Regions from separate parts of the Oryzias latipes genome. Here region 2 is linked to region 1. Evidence: chromatin contacts called from public Hi-C data. All regions are on one chromosome and are shown on one strand. Each heading gives the region's core, a stretch centred on a gene start, on an enhancer-like site or on the middle of the called end of the contact. The rest is flanking DNA. Distances are from core to core; before and after follow the strand shown. Region 1 holds the start of ulk3 (serine/threonine-protein kinase ULK3). Region 2 has its middle 24 kb from the start of LOC101167694.

Evidence for each region. Hi-C and Micro-C count contacts between places; a contact is called where the count stands out from the background.
Region 2: a Hi-C map of embryo shows a contact between it and region 1, with 1.7 times the contacts expected there. The contact joins the enhancer-like site here to the promoter of ulk3 in region 1. A contact is called at or near these places in 3 of 5 Hi-C or Micro-C datasets (embryo, fibroblasts and gastrula embryo).

The regions. Positions count from the first base shown.
Region 1 is chr3:31,123,659-31,128,657 of ASM223467v1, reverse strand. ulk3 (serine/threonine-protein kinase ULK3) reads right to left here and starts at 2,919. Exons shown (of 17, transcript XM_004067452.4): 1 at 2,817-2,919; 2 at 2,149-2,358; 3 at 105-245. The coding sequence starts at 2,253. It overlaps LOC101167193 (threonine--tRNA ligase, cytoplasmic), which reads left to right and starts at 2,960. Exons shown (of 19, transcript XM_004067451.4): 1 at 2,960-3,319; 2 at 3,546-3,632; 3 at 3,723-3,910; 4 at 3,988-4,111. The coding sequence starts at 3,002.
Region 2 is chr3:31,183,796-31,188,765 of ASM223467v1, reverse strand. No RefSeq gene overlaps it. Among protein-coding and RNA genes, the nearest start is that of LOC101167694, 24 kb to the right of the region's middle. Within about 2 kb of position 2,740, at least 1 of the 8 cell types and tissues checked has an H3K27ac peak or open chromatin away from gene starts, as enhancers often do. A contact at or near this core is called in embryo, where this site is marked.

The DNA.
Region 1 (4,999 bases), core at 1,670-4,169:
GTCATTTAATTGATCTGATTTAAGAGAACATGTATTTACAGAATATTCTTTATTTACATGTGCAAAGTGAAATAATACAAGTAGAAATAAAGGTGCAAAGTTACCTGGAAGTCCTTCAGCTGGACAATATGAGGATGACGCACAGTTTTCAGGATTTCGATTTCTGTCAACAGGTTTTCTGTGGAGGCCTTATTTAGAGTCTTCTTCGCGACCACCTTCACTGCCACCACCTCCCGACTGTTCCCCTGCAACAACGCCATCATGGAGGACATTAAGCCTGTGGCAGGAAGTTAGAGCTGACCTCCATTCTGACACTGTAAGTGATGCTGGATTCTGACACCTGTCTTTAGACGTCACACTCTTTTTGTTTTTTAACAGTAACTTCATGTAATTTGGTTTGTTTTACGTTTTGCTGCCTAAATCTAATAAAGCTGTTTTCTTGTTAAATTAAACATTTAGTATTAGAGTAAATGATTGAACACAAAAAGAATAGTTTGTGATATGGTGAAGCGCTGGATGTTAGACAGAGTTTCAGACAAAGTTCAACATTTTAATCACATTTTCTAAACTTATTTAGATGTTAAATTTAGAAAAGCACACTTTGTTTTCTCAAGAAAATACTCATTACAATCTTCTGTCTGAGAGCCTTTTTTGAATATTGGTTATGTTTAACACTGTTAATGACATGTTACTATTAGTAAGGTTTAATTGTATTCTTGTTGTACATATTATCGTCTAATTTAATATAATTTATGCAAAGTACATTGTAAATAATTACAGGCATAACAGATATAAATAGTGACGTATATGAGCTTTACACTCCCAAAATATGTAAATTATAATGTTATATTTTGAATTAAGAAAAAAAGGTTAAATATTTTAGTGATTAAGCAAAGGCTGTTTTTTTATAAATGTGTGTTAATTATTCTAATTATGGTGCTTGTTCAATGTCATCGTTGGATATTTCATTTTACCACAGTTTTATCCTGGAAACTTACTTTTTTTTTATTTTGATCATCATAAACACTTTAAATTTGAATGTACAATATATAAAATCCTTCATGGACTTGCACCTGCTCCATTAAAGGAATATATGCCACAGCACATGTATGTATATGTTTATGTATACATGTATTTGTATATCTGCTTATTTGAGTATTTATCCTGTGTAAACTTGTCAACACTTTCCCACCTCCATGCGGATTTTGCACATCCATCTCTCTATCTATCTATCTATCTATCTATCTATCTATCTATCTATCTATCTATCTATCTATCTATCTATCTATCTATCTATCTATCTATCTATCTATCTATCTATCTATCTATCTATCTATCTATCTATCTATCTATCTATCTCAAGTTGAAATCCTGTCTGTAGCCAGGGGTAAATGTGTGGTGCCCTACAGATGTACCAAATTTGGACCATCTTTTCTCTCTGTTAAGCGCTGTAACATATGGAACAGTTTACCCCTGGATCCTAAGAGAGTGTCCAACGTTTAATACATTTAAAAAGCAATGTAAAATTTGGCTAATACTGTTTTGCATCAGTGTTGGATGTATGTCACAATTTGACTGTTTAAATTGTTAATTTATCAACTGACATGTCATTTTTGATGAACTCTGTAGAGACCACTATTTTAGCTTCAACTCTCACTGGATTTTGAATTATTAGTCATTTTTATAGTCGGTTTTATGTATTTTTGGTGTTTGTTGTTGGCAAACCTACAACTTTCCCAGGGACTACAGCTGAAAATCAGCTTTGGAGCCAGCACTGGCACATTTACAGAAATGTTCATTAATGTTCACAGTCTCTGTTCAAATAATATTTAAATGAATACAAAGTTTATCAATTAGGTTAAGCAGAAGAAGATGTTATAAGAGAACCAGACTGAGGCAGACTACACAACACTTTTGTGCTTTAATAAATTACTTTAAGAAAACCTAGTAAGTTAATTACATCTACTGCTTTTAAGCTTTTCACATACATTGTTACCCAGCACAATGGGCAGTAAAAATTTCATTTTCACTATTATATATACACAACAGAGTAAAGTCAGTACATGAGTTTCAGGACTGTTTCCTAAGAACAAACAGTAGCAAATTTGATTTTTTTTCTGAATTTTCTCTTGCATCTCATTTACTTACTTTCCTATAAGCTTTGTAGACCGTAGCATATGTGCCACTGCCCAGCCTCTCTGTCAGGATGAAGTCCGCCAGCTTTGGGGGGGCAAAACTTGATGTTGAAGCCATGCTGACACAGCAGCATTTGAACGACCAAACCAGACAGATGTGCTGCTTTGAACGGTGAGGGGCTCAGAGCTGCGACCTTTCATGGGTCAGAGGTGGGGAGGTTCCCTAGTAGTCACACGTAAAATTTCACGCTAGTATATTCCCCAACAAAAAAAATCATTAAAAGAAAAAAAAGTAGCTATTTTTTTAAAATTATTAACTACTCAGTAATTAATAACTTACAGAGGCTACAGAGTTAATCTTCTCACACATAATCATAATCTAAGCAAGAATAGCTACTATCCAACCAGATTACTGAATCCCGAAAACACAAGCACAATTAAAACGAGCTCACGAATAACTTTCTAATATTCACTGACAAGACATAACCGTTTTTACATAAATATGACTCAATCAAACGGTGCTAGCTAACCAAGTTTTAGCTAGCTAAACAGTATTTTCTGTTCTATGAGTCTGCAAGAAAATTCCGCTTTTTTCTATCACCCAAAGCCTAACTCCGAAATAAATGTGCATTCTTCGTGTACCTATAGCAGCACAGTTAAAAATAAAAAACAAACACTTACCCTTTTAGCCAATTAAAGAGCACATGAAACCAATGTTTACATCGCCATTGACAGACAGTTGTGAGAGGATGACGTCAGCATTGACAGCATTAAAGTTTGCTACTGCCCCCTAGCGACAGTTTGTAGTACTGCGCCATAACCTTTCACAGCTTGACCGGAAGTTAGCTGCTAACGGTCTTTTAAAAATGGCTGAGTGGTTAGCAGCACGTTTGGCCGCACAAGAGGAGCAAATTCGACTCCTCATGAAGGAGGTCTCTAGTCTCCATGACGGACTGAGCAACGGCCTCGACGCCGCCTGTATCACGGCTGTTACACCCGAGTTGGAGAGCCTGCAGGCGGAGAATGAGAAGCTCAAGTACCGGCTACTGCACCTCCGGCGAGGTCTGCAGGCGGAGCTGGAGCTGGAGAAGGAGAAGGAGAAGGAGGAGGCGCCGCGAAATAAACGGCAAGGGGCTAAGGAGGCCACAGCCCACGAAAGGAACAAACACCAGCAGACAAACGGGGTAGGAGTCGAGACTGGCAAGCATAATAGGCGTTTTTGATCATTTATGCCAGAGGACAGGAGTCAGGCCCTCCGTTATGGTCAACCAAAACAACCAAGTCCAAAAATAGCAGCCCTGTTCTCTGTTACTACTTTGATATTAAGACAGCTAATGATTTGACATTAAAATTGTGGCTAAAAATCCTCTTTAAATTATATTTTAAAAAAAAAACTATATTCTTTACCAGGTGAAACCCTCACTCCCCAAAACAAATGACAAGAACAAGAAGGAGAAAAACCAAAACAAGGAACAATCTGGAGGAGGTGCAAAGGAGGTAAACGTGTAAGATCCATCAGCCTAATAAATAAATAAATGAATCTGACATTATTTTCTTGATTTTCCTTTCTATTTTTTCCTGCTGAAGCTGAATCCCTGGCCTGGTTACATCTCTGAGCGCCTCGCCCTCTATGAGAGTCTAAAGAAAGAGAGTGATGCCCTGCTGGCCAAAAGATCCCAGAACAGCAAGGACATCACGGTGGAGCTGCCAGACGGGCAAAAGGTGGCGGCCAAATCCTGGGTCACCACACCTTATCAGGTGGCCTGCGAGATCAGGTGATGATCATAGAAATCTGCAGCATGTTGCTGAAGGCAACATTTGTGAGGCAACTGTGATGCACTTCATCTTTCAGCCAGGGCCTGGCTGACAATGCAGTGATTTCTCGAGTGAATGGTGAGCTTTGGGATCTGGACAGACCCCTCCAGCAGGACTGCTCTCTTGAGCTTTTACGCTTTGACAATGAAGACGCTCAAGCTGTGAGTACGCTGTGTGTTTAAAAATGTCTTGCTATTAGATCCAAGAAAATGTAAATGGTACATTTTCTTCTCATTTTCTTTTGTATTGTACAATTTTACCTTAGAACACAAATGTGAAGGATAGAAGCCCATTCTCAAAAAATAACAAATATTTTATTATTACCAAAGACCTCATATAAAAACACAAATTCCTTTACTCTGAAGTAACTTTTTGTGCTCCTAAGAAGTTTTATGATTCCAGTTTTTCTAATGTAACTATACATTTCTGGGATTTTAATTAAATTTGGTGTGATTTTTGCAAAATCTCAGGGATAAAAATCTTAATAGAGCGATTTGCTAAAATGTCTTCATAGCTTTTTTAGAATCCTCTTCAGTGGAGCTAGATAATGCAGATGTAGAATAAAAATAAATGTTTTTTTTGACCCAAACAACCTGAAACTAACTGGAGTTGATTGTTTTTCCGTTTCAATATTGCATTTTATAGCACTAAAACTATGTATGTTTATTGTACTTGTATTCTTTTCTATAAAAAATCATGATTAAACTTTAATCTGGATTCCAGTACAGACTTTCGTTTGCATTAGGCATTCTATTAGATAGAAACAATAAATAGAAAAACTTGTTGTTGTTCATTATTTGTGGAAAATGCTAACCCCAGCATTATACATCCAAGTGTTTCATATTTTGTACATAAACTAAACGTTTGAAACACAGAATTATTTTTTTTTCCCCGGTTTACTTGAGTAATGACTGCAAGATGAGGACTCCTCCTTTCCCAAAAGAGTATTACTCTCACTTTTGTTTATTATTAATGGGAGACAGTCACACTTAACTGTACCTGTTTTACATAAGCTGTCATTTTTATTTATTTTATTTTTTAAATGTTTA
Region 2 (4,970 bases), core at 1,491-3,990, 60 kb before region 1:
AAAGGTTATATGTTTTACAATCTAAAAAAAATAGGGCAGGTGTTGCTTTCAGTTTCAATTTTGGTGTTAAAAAAACAACAAAAGCGCCGGGAAAAAAAAGTGTTTGTCTCTGCTAAAGAAATACAAATGCAAAACACAACAGCAAGAAAAGCTGCAACTATTCTAAGTTTTGGACCTCTTTTGGGAATAAGGTTTTGTTTCACAAAAGCCATTCCTTTGTTTTTTTTAATGTTTGGACATAATTCTGCAAGTGCACCAATCCCCAGCTGAATGAGTCTGGAAGGATTGATTGTGGAAGTGAAATGTTTTGCACCGTTTGTGTTTTGTGCAATGCAACCAATTCAGTAGATTCATTCTGCGGTTCTCAGTGGTTACTTTTTAAAGTTAAAAGCAACTTAAAAACTATTCAGGTTTTTCAAAAGAAAATTTTACAAAGAAGGATTTACAAAGAAGATTAAAAATTCTAGAAGAACCAGATTTGTTTCAGAAAACATGGATCCGTGTGTGGTATTTGATAGCCAAAGCAAGGAACCTCTTAAGTAGTTCAAATGAAGCTTTGGCCATAACAGCAGATTTATCAGTTTGTGATATAAAAAAAAATAATTGGGGGAGGATCCCTCCTCCATGTGGGCACCCCTGAGGTTTCTTTGTTTTTTCCGGAATCAGTTTTTTTTAGGAGTTTTTCCCTTCCCGCGACGGGGGGTCTTAGTTTAGTCTGTTTAGATAAAGTTTTAGTATTATCCTATTGGATTCTATGCATTGATGATCCTTTTTTGATTGTATGTTTACCTTACAATTACCGGCACGAAACCCATTGAGCAACTGTTGTTGTGAATTTGGGCTAGATAAATAAAATTGTAGTGAAATCAATCAAATTAAGGGCTGTGGGAGGAGTGACGTGTATTCCACTGATTTAAAAAAAAGGCAAATGTGAAAGCAATGAGCTCAGTAACACAATCAAAACTATGAATACCCCCCCAAAAAACAAACAAACTGCAAAATGATTTTATTTTATAATATTTTGATGTTGCTTTTTGTGTCATATCAGGAATGAGCTGCATGGTCTGAAGACTCCAGTCATCTTTGTTCATCATTTTTGGTGTCCTGTATTGAGAAAACAATTTCAATGCAAAATAAATGTAACAAGTAATAGAAGATATGACCTAAAAAAGAATCAGTCTGCAAAAAAACATCAGATATTACTCTAAATATCATTTATCACTTTTCTTTTCTAACCACATACCTATGATGACCAGGATTTTGACATTATAGAGAAACTAATGAACATTTATTACACATTTGGTAATTTCTCCCTATCCAGCTGCATTATTATGAAAGGTAAGCAAAACATGCTTTAACTTTTTTTGGCCTAAAAGGAAATTTGATACATTTTAGCATCTAAAAGAAAGCCAACTTCAGCCTTTACTGTAGCACTCAGTGGTGAAATGTGATCTCAATTTCTGTTTTATTTAGCATTTGTTTTCAAGTGGTTATTTTATTTTAAGATGGGTTTGTGTGATTTCCTGTTTTGGTCCAGGTGCGATAGGTTCTTGGATATGGCTGTGTCTAAATAAACGGGCAATCACTCACAGCTGGTGAGCGGTTGAGAGTTAAGACAGAGTAAAATGAATTGTTTGTGATTATTTTGATTTGTGAGAGATTTATTGCGGTGAAGTTTGTTTGCCACAGGAGTCCAGGCATCATGCAGCAAAGTAGTGCAGCAACCAACCTGTCAACACTTGGGGATAAGTATTTATTTTCTTACAAATCATGAGAAAGAGACAGGAAGAGGGGGTACAACCAGGTTCAAAAGTTGAAAAGCATTATGGGATTACTGTGGTGTTTTCTCACACATGAATAGAGGCTTGTGTCTTAGAAAAATTATTGGTTTTTTTTCTCAGCAGTAGGTCTGGCCATAGATGTTATTGTGATTTTAAGAAAAGCTTTTGCAGTGACCTCAGTAAAACAGAGCTTTGACCAAGCATGAGAACTGATGATTCATTTAAAAAAAAAAAGATCATCACATTAGACGTCTGTTGAGGTTTGAGCTGCAACATAAGATTGATATCTGTTAGTACAGCTTATAATACAATAAAAATACAGAGAGCCACATGAAGATTTATTCTTTCCTGAATCTAAACTTGCGTGAAAACAATTTGGGTTAAATTCTTGTCCAGGGCGCCCTTGAAAAAGAGGTTTTAAATCTCAAAGGGATCCCCCTGGTTAAACAAAAGTTAAAGAAAAAGAATATTAGGAGTTACATTTTTATGTCAGGAAAATTATAATGAAGTCCTGTCTCAGAAAATGACATTAAAACATGTGCAAAATGACAGATGATCTTGTGTTCTGCATTTCTTGCACCTTTATGTCTCTTTAGTGTCGTCTCCATGGTCTTCACGGGCCCCCAACAAAGTGACCCCAACGCGCTGTGAGCTTCACTCCTGCAGACCGTCAAAGCAGCCAGGGAGGGGGCAGACGGACAAGAGGGCTGAAAGCCTGTTTAATGCCGTTTGCCAGCAGAGACGTCATGAACGCAGCCAGAAGTGGAGCGTGGCCATGCAGCCGCAGCCGCAGCCACACAGCCCAACGCCGCCGCACAGATACAAGTGTGAAGGAGAGAAGCAGACATTTGAAACTCTCTGGGAACAACAAACCATTTTGCAAGGAGAGCTTTATTCCACATGTGGCGGCAGCTCAGACTGGGAGTGGAGGCGTGCTCCTGTGTTCTCCTGCTCTGTATGTGAGTGATGTAACAGCCTCTGTACCGTGGGCAGGAATGACTCCGGGCCGCTTCGAGCACATTCACATTAATTAAGTTGACGCACCGTGGCAACTCACATGTGAACAGACATGTATAATCACATAGCCGCTGCACACCAAGCTGTTGGCCAGCACCAGTGTTCTCCATGACTGCCAATATGGAGGCACAGAGGAGCATTTCTTGACATGTTGGTTGAAGACGATTGTTCTCTGTCTGAGTGGAAAACAACTGACTTGTGGGGTCATGACCTGAGAAGCCGTTCCTGAAAAACGTTGCACAAAGGCATCACTGCAGAAGGAGGTAGCTTATAGGAAAATAACGCACAAAAAATGACTAGATCTGTCCATGCAACAATTATTTTTTACTTGACAAGAAATCTTTTACTAAGATATTTAATCTGGAAACGAGGAGTTCCGCACAAGCATTCAAAAAGGAAAAAAATAAGCTAAACAGCTAACTGTTGGATAGTTACTTCTACAGCCCAATAATACGTAGTTTTTTTTTGTTTGTTTTTTTGCTGGTTTGTGGTTTTTGAGTTTTCATGGACCTGTTCTGATTGCGTGATAAATGGAAATGACTCATTTTAGAACAAATTGTGAAAAATATGAGATCTTAGTAAAAGTTAACCGAGCTTAATAAATCCTCATAAAATCTAAAACTTGTACTTATTCTTGGAACATAGATCTAAATTTTTGTTTCCAAAGTAATGACAACGAATGCCTGTCTAACTTGACAACATTATTGAATAAAAAAGAAAAAAAATCAATTTAAATTACAGTACAGAGGTTTTTTTTTTTCATTTTTAAGAAGTCTTTCCTTTGTCAAGAGTTTGGAGTCAAAGGATTTGGACCCACTTTAAAAATAATTTCTTTATTTCTAGATCCTAGCGCTTCATGACAACAAAAAATTATCGACTGATTCTGAGAAAAGCCTGGAAAGGTTTAGAGCAAAGATAAAAGAACTGAAAATCTGGTAAAAGGTTTCAAATCTTTGCAGCTATCAAATGATTTGCAGTTCAATTGAATTTTATTTAAATAGCCCAATATTACAGCATTTGTCGTCTCAATGGGCTTCACACCAAGAACATGAAATCAGTCGTGAAATTGAATAAGTAATAGCTAAACTAAACCAAACAGACTCGGCTAAACAGGGTATCCCTGCCTTTAGACCCTCCTGTAGTGAATAAGTGTTGGCTTCATGCATCCGGCAGCTGCTGGCAGTTGACATCTGCAGCAACACCTAATTCAGTTACCTCCTGGTAACTCCGCTCACACAGTCTTTTTAACTTGTGAGGCAGAAAAGCTGATTAGTAGATTTCCGTTACACGATTCCGGTCCGGCTCTGTCACTTTAGGTCCAATATGAGTGACTTTAGGGAGACGCTTGACCTGTTTCATTTGTCCCTTTTGCAGTTGCTTTAATGGATCATTGGCTCAGTGGCTTACAGGACCTTTGATGTGCTCCCATGGTGGCTGCTGGGCCTCTGAGTCTGCATCCTGGGAGGCTTTGTGCAGAAACAGAGGATGTCATCATTTAAAAGCATCTATTTATAATTGTGTTGATGGTAATCGCAGCAAGCCCCCATCACCTCTGCCTTTTTCATCTGCAAGCATGTGTTTTTCTGCAGCTATGTGCGTGGTTCGTCAGACAGGATGTTGCATAATCACATGATTATCTGGCCTCACAGTTTTTGTGAACTGCACTGATTGTGATTAGCAGCTGCAATTATTTTTTCCAGCATTTTGAGAAAGTCCATATTGCATCCCAACTTTTTTTAAGCAAAGCGATTTATAGTTTGTATAGTTTTTACTATATTGGTTTGGTCGCAGCCAACCAAATCTGGGATGAAAACAGCGTTTGTGTCAAAAGTTGGAGTAAATGTCGATCTTTGGGACCAGGCAGCGGATAGTGGAGATCACATCCACCAGGCTCAGTTTGTAGCTTCAACACATTTCTGTATATATTTTTTCCAACGTAAAGATGTAAGACATTTGTTGGGTTCAAATTTAAAGAAAATACATAAAAAATGTAGTAAAAACAATGTATTGAATCTGTTTAAAACATACTTCCCCGTATTTTTGTTTTCCATCTACAATTTCACTTCAACTTTTAAGTAAAAATGTAATGGAAGATGGAAAAAATGTAACCCTGTAGTGTGCAAAAGTTGTAACAATCAAACATGGGGCTAAAGTGGCTTAAATAAATGTTTT